Regions from separate parts of the Mus musculus genome. Here region 1 is linked to region 2. The links are chromatin contacts, called in public Hi-C maps. All regions are on one chromosome and are shown on one strand. The core of a region is the stretch at or near the end of the contact, and the rest is flanking DNA. Distances in the headings are between cores, read along the strand shown. Region 1 overlaps Map3k9 (mitogen-activated protein kinase kinase kinase 9). Region 2 holds the start of Ttc9 (tetratricopeptide repeat domain 9).

Region 1 (5,805 bases), core at 3,017-5,516, 89 kb before region 2:
GATGGGGCTCTTAAGCCAACAGCAGCCCCTGCAGTACTAGGCAGCAGGAGCCCCTCCAGCAATGGAATGAGTCCCAGTCCTGGAACAGGTGAGTTCTGGCCACTTCCCCTTTTCTCTTTGCTTCTTTTATGGCCCCCAGGAGTAAAGATGTTTGTAGGTGGCTCATTTTCTCTCCTTTTACTTCTGGATTCGAATAAGCTCCAGTTCTTCTTCTCTTGTTCAACCATGCAAGAAATATGATATGGAATTGGCAGGGTGTCCAGAGCTGGCTGGCTTCTCTCTGCCCTGTACTATGGTCATCTTCTCCTGACTGATGAAAGGAGTCGGGCTGCTTAGGAAGAGACAGAAGAGACAGACAAGGGCATCAATGACATGCTGAAACCCTGCTCTGGGGCAGGGCGGAGGTTCCCCATCCGAGGGCAGCTGTCAAGCTTCTTGTTCCCTAAAGATTCTGCAGCCACAGTGAAGGAGTCTTCACCACACCCAGGGAGGGTGTTTTCTGCCACATACTTGGGCCCCTGCCATTATAGCATTAGTTCAGACACACACCTAAGGTCAGCTGCCACCCATCCGTCACGTTCTCTGTCACTAATTCCTGAGTCACACCTGCCCCTTCACAGCTGGAGACATGTCTAGTAGGTGGCTATCCACATGTATAAGCTTGCCTCTAGCAGTTGACCCCAGAAACTCTTGTGAATGTGCAATTTCTACTTCGGACTTCCCTGTCACCAATCCTTGCTCCCTAAAAGGCCGGAGGCTGGCTAAGAAACATCCGCTACTTAGAACATGGAGAGAAGCAGAGATGCTCGCGCCCTTTTGGCGAGATTGAGATTGCCGTGTGTGCAACAGTTGTCTCACACCTTTGTGGGAGTCTTCCCCCTGTAGGCCTGTCTCTTACATGGTCTGTGACCTGTCTGGGAATAGAGATGGCAGGAATCGTTTCCTGCCACATGGCTATTATGTAGATGAACACTGAACAACAGTCATCCCCTTAAATCAAGGGTCAGCAAACTGTTTTAGGAAAGGACAAGATGGTGAATACTTTGGGATCTTTCTTTCTTTCTTTCTTTCTTTCTTTCTTTCTTTCTTTCTTTCTTTCTTTCTTTCTTTCTTCCTTCCTTCCTTCCTTCCTTCCTTCCTTCCTTCCTCCCTTTCTTTCTTCCTCCCCTCCCCTCCCCTCCCCTCCCTCCTTCCCTCCCTCCCTCCCTTCTCTCTCTCTCTCTCTCTCTCTCTCCCCCCTGTGTGTGTCTCTCTCTGTGTATCTGTGTTTGTCTGTCTCTGTCTCTCTTCTCTCTAACTACTCAGCTATACTGCTGGAGATACAAAGCAGCTACAGAGTGTATCAAAAATGTGTCTCAGTAAAACTTTATTTACAAACATAAGGGACCACCTTAAGGATCCTTTCCCAACATCTGCTTTAAATTAGTTACTATTACTTCACCCAAGGCCACTTTGTTTCTATTCACTGCTATATCCCCAGCACCTCCCTGCACACTACTTGACACAGTGTGAGTTCTGTAAACATTTGTCCCACGTGCCTAGGCATATGGAAGTATGGGGAAGGTCGTGTCTCAGCTGGAAATAATGGTGCCATCATCTGATGTCTTTCCCATTGTCTCTCTGACCAGGCATGTTGAAAACTCCCAGTCCCAGCCGAGACCCAGGTGAATTTCCCCGTCTCCCTGACCCCAATGTGGTCTTTCCCCCAACTCCAAGGCGCTGGAACACCCAGCGAGACTCTACCTTAGAGAGACCCAAGACCCTGGAGTTTCTGCCTCGACCGCGTCCTTCTGCCAACCGGCAGCGACTGGACCCTTGGTGGTTTGTGTCTCCCAGCCATGCCCGCAGCGCCTCCCCAGCTAACAGCTCCAGCACAGAAACACCCAGCAACCTGGACTCCTGCTTTGCCAGCAGCAGCAGCACTGTGGAAGAGCGGCCTGGACTTCCAGCCCTGCTCCCTTTACAGGCAGGACCACTGCTCCCTGCTGAACGGACACTTTTGGACCTGGATGCTGAGGGGCAGAGCCAGGATAGCACTGTGCCCCTATGCAGAGCTGAGCTGAATGCACACGGGCCTTCCCCATATGAGATCCAACAGGAGTTCTGGTCTTAGTATAAAAAAGGCCAGGGTGGGCAAGGGAGAAGACGGAGGAGGCCGAGGGAGCTGGCTGGCACAGCCCGGTCTCAGGCCCCCTGGGATCCAGACCTCCTCCTTGCACTGAGAATGCACTTTGAAGATGGAAGGGGTGGGAGCAGGGCCACTTCGGAGGGTCTCCTGCCCTGCAGGATTTTTTCTCCATGTTCACTAGAGGGGCTGTGTCAGCTCTGACTGTATAGAGAGGGGTGTGCACATATGTCCCCACCCTCCGGTCTTCCTTTCCTTTTAGGGTGACACTACAGAGTCATTCAGCCAAATCCGTCTACTGCCTCTCCTCCTCAGCCAGCCATAGCTGTCCTGGGTTCCCTTTGTCAGCCCTGAGTCCTACCTGTTCACACATCTGTACTGATGTTCTGTGATCTGACTTATCGTCCACTCTTCCCACAACTCAGTGTCACCTTTGGTATTTGATGAGTGTCTCGTGTCCTAAGTCGTCCCGTGCCAGCTGATGGGGATAGGCTGGCCTTATGAAGGCCAGAGGGCTTGACAGATCAGGTACTGCCTACCTGTGCAAATCTCAGTGGGAACTGAGAGTTCAGAGGAGGAGGAGAGGAGAGGAGGCAGTCAGGAACGGTTTAGTCAGGCTGCGTGGGGAGGTAGAGTCAGGCCTTGGTTTGGTTTGGGTTTAAGTTTTAGAAACAAAGGCAGAAATCAGCACCTATGGCGTGGCGTGGGTTCAGATCATGCTTACACCAGATTTGAATATAAGCAGATTCATCTCAGGACTATCTGTTTGAAAGACACACTCACTGACCCCAGTTCTGAAGTCAGGAACAATGCCTGCATTTCTCTGTCTTGTTGAGCTTCCATTCCTCCCTCCGGTTCCTGGGCTTTAGGTCATATGTGATTCGCAGAGACACCTGAATTATGTCAATAGCATATGGGGCTGGGTCCTGGACCATGAGGTATGGAACTATGGGGATTTCTTCATTGGACTGTCCATTTTGTGATGTCCCTGAAGTAAACGGAACCCTTAGTAATGTTTGGGTGCCGTGAGGCAGTAGCATGATACAGTTCCTGAGGCGCTCACACCATCTCTGTCTCTATACACAGAGAGCCTTTGTGTTGGGTCCTGCACCATGAGCTGGGTAGCAAGAGACCAGAGAGGCTAGTGCTGACGTATTTAATATTTGTTTCTTAAACTTGAATATGGAGCTTCAAAGTGTTTTCACCCATTTTCTTTGCTGTCCATTCCCTCTGAGCCCCCGGTGTTGTGGGTGACAGTAACAACTTGGTTGAGGTTACAGTCCCCAGTGGTGTTGGAGTCTGTCTACTGGCTCTCTTGTGTTTGCCGCCTGGATGCCCAGAGGGTTAGAGCGGTCGGTACTCATGGTGCAGGTGACAGATTTCATCAGTGCTGTTTCTCTGTGAAGAACATATGAGATGACGTTGGTTCCCACAAGTTCTTTATGAGTTCATTTGCCCTTTGTCTCCACCCTGCACCCCCAGTTTCAGACAGGGGATCGGTGCTGACCATGTCAGCCAGAGTTTTGCTATAATATCTGATCTTCCCTCTTGGTTCTGTGAAGTGAGAATGGAAGAGGTTAACTTTGCCCCCCATACTCTAACCCCTCAGATTGAAGAGGGGAGCTCGTGAACCCCATTGTCCCAGCCAACCCAGTGATGATGCTCCACTGCTCCATCTGCACACCTTGCCTGCATTAAAGCTTTAGGGTAGGCTGCAGCTGGCTCCAGCCTGTGCTCCAGCCCCAAGCAGGGCTTGACTGTAGCCATCTCTCCAGGAAAGGCATAGTTACAGATGCAGTGTACACTGAGTGGCTGCTACAGGCCATTGAGTGACAGGTGGGATCTAGCCCATCTCCACCCAACATTCCGACAGAGGAAGGCCTTGCTAAAGAGATGATCGTACCTGAGAGACATGTATACTGCTGCAGTGAGTTAGCGTGGGTTAGTGTGGGGGGAGGGGTCTTGTTGAGCTCCGACAAACCTGTGCAGTGCTGGCCCACTGCCTGCCACTCTTCCGTGCGAGCGAGCCTAGAGATGGGGCAAGTGTTAAGAAGTTACCATTTGTGTGACATAGGTTCCCATATCTGTGGTCATGGTTAGGACGAGGCTTGGTAGCTGTGAATATACCCACTTAAGTGACAGTAGCTTCCCCCTTTCACTTCCCTTTCCTCAAAGACATGGCTGTCTGCTCGGAACATGTGTCCGCTACCTTCAGGCTGCTAGCAGGATTGGATACTGCTCTTTTCTGTGAGTCTTCTCATGCCTTCACTTGCCAGTGCTTATCCTTAGAGACCCAGGCTGTTGCTGGGAACTGAGGAGATGCCTCCATCGCCACTTCCAGCTATTTCCGGGAAGCTGTCGTGGATGCTCTTCACGTGGTGTTCTTTGACATCCCTGTGACCTTGTAGGCATCATAATAACGATCACCTACATTTGAACAACTCAGAACAGGGATGTTTTCCCTTCTGACCTTAAAAGAAAAGTGACATTATTTTCCTCACATTCAATACACTTGTCTCAAAAACAGGAAGACAGACAGACAGACAGATGCTGTTTGGATGGTTGTGTCTGGCCAGAGCTCTGAGCCCGGCCCGCCTCCTCGGTTCCTCTTTTCTTGCATGACTCTTGTCCTGTGTCTTGATCCCTCTCAGGTTTCCTTCTAAAAGCCTTTATCATACACTTCCCTTGCAAGGGCATTGAGACATTGTGGCTCCCTGCCAGCTCGAGGGCCAGCTCCTTCCCCTGCACGATGAATGTGCTGAAGCTGACAGCATGGCTCACCATCTTTGCCTCAGGGCATCTTGCCTTAGTTTTATCCTTTGGCTTCTGGAAGATGAGTGATGTGGAATTGGTTGAACATGATTAATGGGCACCCAGGCCAGGCGCATGCTCTCCCACCACTTCATGTAGCCCAGGTGACTACATGATCATTTCCTAACTCCCTCCCCCACTTAACCTGGTCAGCTGGATGTCCTTACCATTGGTGTCTTACTGAGGAAACGGGGGCTGGGTGGCCTCTGGTTTTTGAGGATCATCCCTAGGGTCATAACTTGCTAGGAATCGAAATCAGGTCAGTTCTGGAATAATTGTTAGGAAAAGGGTCCCTAGGCATGGAACATCATGTGACAAAGGGTAATACTCCTAATAGAATCCCTTTACCCTCAGGCTGTTGCTCAGGGACACAAGACTTTGCAGGGTGTCTAGACCCAATCCTGGCTCCATGCTGTTGCCCCATGAGAAGGACCATTCTTAACTCATGAAGTTCATGTCTTCTGTGCATTCTCTTCTTTCCTCTGCTACCCCACCCCAACCCCCATAGCTGCATCTCCCACTTGCTAAGCAAGGGCCTACCAATATCAAGCTCTGAACAGAGTAAAGAACAATGGGCCCTAAAGGCTGTGGCTGTGAGTGGACACCTCCGGATGTAAGTGTCCAGGGGTGCTCCACCACGGGTGTAGAGCCCCCGACTTTTAATCATGTTTATTTGATCATGTGCCTTTGGATGGGTGTGTAATTGCGAGATCCGACAGGTCAGAAGCACACATGTCTGCCTCTAGAAGGCCTGGGAAAGAGGCATGTCCTAGTGTTGGTGAAGTACTGAACTTCCTCTAAGGACTTGTGTAGACTGGAATTGAGGTAGAGGTAAGAGTGGCCCTCAGGGAGTTGTGGTGGCAAGAACC
Region 2 (5,865 bases), core at 3,272-5,771:
TCCCAAGAGGAAATGTTCTACCCTCCACAGGTACCAAGGCCCCAGGAGAATCACGTGTCTTGTTCAGTTCAGTAAGACCCACTCATCAGTTAGATGCATGCTTGCTCTGTGGCCTGTAAGGCTCAGATTCCTTGGTCTTCCTGGGCAGGTGAGACTGTTTTGTCTATTAAAATTCTGGAAGAAGAAAATACTATCCCTTTAATCTCCCAGAAAACAAGCCACGCAAAATCCCCATCTATTAGTCCTGCACAGCTAGCCAGAGTCCTCCTGAAAAAATGAAATCTGATCAGAACAGACAATAGCCTGGCACCATTTGCAGACTGTCTCTGTGCACCCTTCTTGGGCTCCTGGGGACATGCGAATGGGTGTTAGACTAACACCTCCTACCTGCTTCCTGGCAGCCCCTGGCTATTACTTACAGGGGGTTATAGATAGATCAGGAGGGCTCATGAGCTTACGTTTTCTCCAGAAGCCTCACCTTAGCCTCGCGTTTGGAGAATAGCAGCCCTTAGCAACACAGCCTAATTCTCTAGGTATTTCTGGGCTATTCTAAGTTCTTTCCCAATGCCAAGCCTCTATCTCTACATATGGCTTTATGTGGAAAGACAGTGCTGTAAGAACCGTATCACCAGGCTGCCCAGGTGTCAACAAAACCCCAATAGAAGTCACCTGCTTTTCTGCCAGGATGAATTTGTTCTTGCCCATCTCTTTCCTGCCAGCCAGCGGTCAGGGGAGAGGACATTTTACGGGCCAGGCTGGACTGTGCTAGCCCTAACTAAAACAACACAAGTCATTTTTCTTTCTATCCAAACATAACTGAAAATGCACACTTAATTTTTTTTTTTTTTGAGACAGGGTTTCTTTATGTGGCCCTGGCTGTCCTAGAACTCACTCTGTAGACCAGGCTGGTCCCGAACTTACAGAGATCTGCCTGCATCTGCCTCCCAGGTGCTGGGATTAAAGACATGTGCTGCCATGCCTGACACACTTACATTTCTTATTTTACATTTAAAATAATCTTCATGAAATATTTTAGTGACGTGTATAAATTCTTTTGAAGTGGGGTTAAAAGCAGGACATGTGACTACATATATATGAGGACAAGGACCCTTGCTTTGTAAACACACACACATATATACACACACACACCACCACCACCACCACAACTAACAACAACAACAACAACATACCATACACATATTCAACACAGATTTCTTTTTTGGTTTTTTTTGTTCTTGTTTGTTTGTTTGTTTGTTTGGTTGGTTGGTTGGTTGGTTTTTTTGAGACAAGGTTTCTCTCTGTGGCCCTGGCTATCCTGGAATTTACTCTATAGACCAGGCTGGCCTCAGACTCAGAGATCTTCCTGCCTCTGCCTCCTGAGTGCTGGGATTAAAGGTGTTCGTAAAACCAGGTTAAACACAGATCTCTTTAGGTGGAGGAGTTAGACGTCATTCTGCATTTCTCTAAATGTTTTGCAGTTTTCTAGAAGAAAACATCTATATAGGTTTCTACTACTTTGATAATCCCATGAGAAAGGATTATTTGCTACTAGGTGGGACTTCTGGGAGAATGGTAACTGATTTGACAGCAATGTCAAGTTTCACCAAAGTGATTTCTGTGTGGAGGCTTCCTGTCACGTGCCGAATTGTCCACACAGGTTGTGGACTTTAACTTTGTCAGAACTGGCCAGCTGGTCATCTTTCACATTCTATGTGAAACCTATGTGAGTCCTCTCAGAGCCTTGAATCACGGCACTGTATGTTTTTCCTTCCTGGTTACCAGGGCCGAGGGCATCCCAAAGAATTTTGAAATGTGGCGTTTGAGAGCCCACCTGAGTCTGGGTACGTGGTAGCAGAAGAGATCCAGATGATGCTGATTTTCTGCATCAAGCTATGATGGGCAGGGCATTGCCTTTGGAGAGGGATGGCTCTGGAGCCTTGGGAGTCTCCTCTGCAAGGTGAATGGCCATATTTCCTTCAGATTGCATATGTATATTTAAATTAGTGTAAGCGGGACATGGTGGTGCACCCCTTTAATCTCAGTGCTCTGAGGGAAGAGGCAGGTGAATATCTGAGTGCGAGTCCAGCTTGGTCTACATAGTTTCAGGCCAGTCAGGGCTATACAGTGAACCCTGTTTCAAAAAAGCAAAAGTGCATGTAGTGTACCTAACTGCACATATGCTACATTGTTAATGTTCATAAGTGATGAGCCCCAGAGCAGGCAGCAGAAGGGAAAGCCCTCTGGGTTTATTTCCATTCTGTCACCAGTGAAGTTTCCCCAAGTGTTTGTGTGGTAGGGACAGAAGGAGAGATTGACCACACCTCTGTCCTCTGACCAGGCAGGCCTGACCAAGGACATACATTGGGTTTCACCATGGAAATACAGCCACTTGTGGGGTGGAGGGCAGGCAGTGCTAGCTATTCATGGGCCGGGTAAATGTAGTCCTAGAACACCCATTACCACTCCAAAATCACTGCATTAGCCATCCTGAGTGCCTCTTCCTCCGCCCTCACAGGCTCTGCCCTTTAACTGTTCATCAGGGCAGTGGCCAAATCCTTACGGGAAACCAGAGGAATCAAGTATCCTTTTATGGATTCACCTATTCCATCCTTCTGTGCCATTATTTTCTCTGGTGCCATTATTTGTAATACTAGGGCCAGTGTCACCATCTCTGTAACTGCCCTTGGTTTACATGTGTAATTCTTAACGTGTGTAAGCTACCTCACACCGTGTCTTCCCAGGCTGGGTTTCACCCTAGTAAAGATGACCTGATAGGGGCATGGCAGCACAGGGGTAGAGCACTTGCCTAAAGATGACCTCAAACATGACAGAATGGGAAGGCGGAGGGAAGCTGGTGCTCAATGCCCAAAGCCAACACAGCAGATCTACATTTCTGAATGGACCATAGTTGTAGTCTTTCAACCTCCAGATGCATCCATCGTCACCCCGCCCCCACCCCCTAACAGGCCATACTTAGTTCAAGCAACTTTCAAGGTTAGAAATGAAGAAATGCCTTTTATTCTAACAGAGAGAGGCTTGACTGTGCCCCAAACCATACACACTAGGTGGGAAAAGTAGAGGGTGGTTGCGTCACTGTAAGGCAGTTGTTTATATCGCTGTTTGCCACATTTCGCAGGAAGTCCTTCGAAAGCCTCAGCGTTTTCCTTTTTTACAGACTTTACATTTTCTATAATGCACACACACACACACACACACACACACACACACACACACACACACACTTAGCCTCATCCCTAAAGCACACCATGGAAGTACACCTTCAGCCCAACAGAAGAGCCTTAGGCAGGAGACTAAGAATTCAGCAGGGCTAAGGACCAACCATGAACTCAGAGCCCTGAGACTGCTGGAGCAAGACCCGGAGAGAAGAAAGTAGCATTTTGGAATCCATTTTACTCAGGACATCCTGAAAAAAAAAAAAAATCCCCTTTGCTACTGGGGCAGGAGAACTTGAGGGAAGGCCTGTTTCCATCTGGTTACTTAAGGGAAGACATAGGTCAACTTTAAAGCCAGTGACACCCGAGTGAGACAGACAGGTGCATGAGCTAGCCTTAGAGCCCATGGCTTGTGCGGTATCTCTGGCTTCTTCTATCTCTTCAGTTTGAACCCAAGTGAGCAGTAGCAGTCGCTGACAGGCCCGCTGGGTCGCCCTCTGTCTGCCCGGTCATTTATAGGCAAGATTCACCATGTTTGCAAGGGAAGAGACTCAAGATGACTATGGCCTTTGGAAGACATCATCTTGAAAGTCACACTTTTTCTCAAGCGCCTCCCTCCCAGATCTCCCCAGAGCACCACTGTCACGGGAGGGAGTCTGCACCGCGGTGTGCCTCAGCGGCGCTCTGGGATCCAGAGAGACTAGGTTGGGAAAGCTGGGGACGGGACGCGTGGCCGGGCGGGGCCCCTGGAGGCCCGGGGAAGGAGAGGAGGGGGTGCGGCGGGGCGCGGCTTACCTGCCAGGCTGTTGTAACAGTCGATCTCAATGGCTTCAACCGTCTTGCTCTGCTCCTCTGAGAGGCGGCTGGATTTGGGAACCCCTGCCGAGGAGGCTGGCCGTGCGTCCCGCTCCTCTTGTGACGGCAGCAATCCCTTCAGCTCCAGCAACGCCCGGTGGTATTTGCCGATGGCTTCGCGGAATTTCTTGTCCTTGTAGCACTGCGCCCCTTGGCTCTTGAACTCGTGTGCGCGCCGGATAAGCTCCGCGGGCTCGGCCGCCGTTCCAGCCTGGCCCCGCTCCGGGGCTCCTCCGCCGCTCGGGACGCACGGCGGCGGCACGGGCCGCGGTCCCTCACCCAGCGCAGGCGGGCTAGGGTTCCCCGAGGATCGGGCCGCCAAGCCCTTCCTCTCCATCCGGCCGCCGCCCGCGCCTAGAGCGCGTCGCGATCCGGGCTTTAAAAGCGCGGAGCGCTGGCTTCGCGCCCCGCAGACTCTGCCGCGGCCGTTACCCTGGGCGCCGCGCGCTTGCCCCGCACTCCCATCCTTTTCGCCAGCCGCCCGAGGCAGCTCCCTCCTCCTGCGATCGCTCCCCTCCCAGCTCCCTCCCCCGTTCCCTCGGCGCCCGCCCTCGTCCCCGCCCTTTTCTGCTCCCGCAACCTGTCCCCGCGGGCTACCGGACCCTGTGCGAGCCTGGCCGTGGTGCAGGGGACAACGGGCCCGACTGGGGTGGTGGTGATTGTCGCTGACCCGGAAGAAGCTGGGCTTGCTCAAAGGAGGGGAAGATTAGCGACAAAGAGGGCCCCCTGGTTCCCATTCATCCAGCCTTCCGAGGCGCGCCGTGGCCAAAAGAAGCTATGGGGGAGGGGTGTGTGTGTATGGGAAGGACTGGGAGGGGGGGGGGTCACCTCAATAGCTTTCTTTAGGACTAAAGAGAAAGGTGCGCCAGGGAGCAAGGAAAATAAGCAGGTGCCACTGCTTGTTTTGTTTGCAGTAAGACATTACTATTTTAGGTGGCAGAGCCTCGCTTTTGTGGATCCAGGTTGTCGCTGAGGTGTGTCTCCCGGGCGCCCAGGACACCGGGTGCACGTCTGCGTGCCTGGCGTTGTATTCCGGGAGACTGTGTGTGCTTACGCTATGTGCGTGCGCAGCTATGCAGAATGAATCACAGAAGCGGAGATGGAAACACCTGTTACTGTTGGTCATCAGGCTTGGCGGGCACAGGGTTCCAGTTTCCATTACTGGACAGTTACGCACCCTTCCTGGGGAGGCTCCTTCTTTCTTTCCCTCTGTCAGTGAGAGTGTCAGCTGTATGCAGGAGATTGGCTGAGCCACACACAGGCAGATGAAAATAGGCAAGTTACAGCCCCCCCCCCCCCACCACACACACACCAAAAGAACCCAGTTTACTGCTGGAAGATACAATTCCCACTAGCAATCACAGAAAGCGCTGTGGAGCCCTGGGAATTCCTTACAGGGTAATAACATTTGAAGACCCCCCAAAGGATGGGCACAGGGAAGGAGTAAAATACCAGACAAAGCAAGAAAGCTCTCAGAGCTGTAATGTTGGACACCTCAGACATATTTAAGGCCTAAAGGTTTGACTTTATGGCTTTCCAAGTGAGAGGGATGCCAGGGGTTTCTGAATAAAGCATTTGGATTTGGGTTTATAGGCAATGAAGAGGATAGATACATTTTTAGTGATATTAAGGGAACGAAAAGATGCTCTTAATGTGATTTTCAAAGGGTGTTTCCCAGATCCGCAGCATCAACATCTTCTGGAAATTATTATATGCAAGCTCTAAGGACATAGTCCAGATTGTCTAAAACAGGACCCTAGCCTTGGATCCAGCAATCGGTGCTTCTGTAGCTCCAAGAGGAGCTCAGAGACAGTGCTGTGAAAACTTCCTACTCAGG

What was found. A called contact is a pair of places that touch in the nucleus more often than the background predicts.
Region 1: a contact with region 2 is called in a Hi-C map of the BV-2 cell line, with 2.4 times the contacts expected there. The contact joins the enhancer-like site here to the promoter of Ttc9 in region 2. A contact is called at or near these places in 6 of 39 promoter capture datasets (the 3T3-L1 cell line, 3T3-L1-derived adipocytes, cranial neural crest and 3 more), 64 of 484 Hi-C or Micro-C datasets (B cells, the BV-2 cell line, the C2C12 cell line and 42 more), 17 of 115 datasets of contacts at active chromatin or transcription factors (bone marrow-derived macrophages, craniofacial prominence, embryonic forebrain and 6 more) and 2 of 9 other capture datasets (liver and pancreatic islet).

Annotation. Positions count from the first base shown.
Region 1 is chr12:81,718,347-81,724,151 of GRCm38.p6, reverse strand. It overlaps Map3k9 (mitogen-activated protein kinase kinase kinase 9), which reads left to right. Exons shown (of 11, transcript NM_001174107.1): 10 at 1-88; 11 at 1,629-5,805. The coding sequence ends at 2,113. Among named protein-coding and RNA genes, the nearest start is that of Map3k9, 60 kb to the left of the region's middle. Within about 2 kb of position 4,266, at least 87 of the 459 cell types and tissues checked have an H3K27ac peak or open chromatin away from gene starts, as enhancers often do. A contact at or near this core is called in B cells, the BV-2 cell line, the CH12 cell line and 13 more, where this site is marked.
Region 2 is chr12:81,629,905-81,635,769 of GRCm38.p6, reverse strand. It overlaps Ttc9 (tetratricopeptide repeat domain 9), which reads right to left and starts at 4,521. Exons shown (of 3, transcript NM_001033149.3): 1 at 3,969-4,521. The coding sequence starts at 4,365.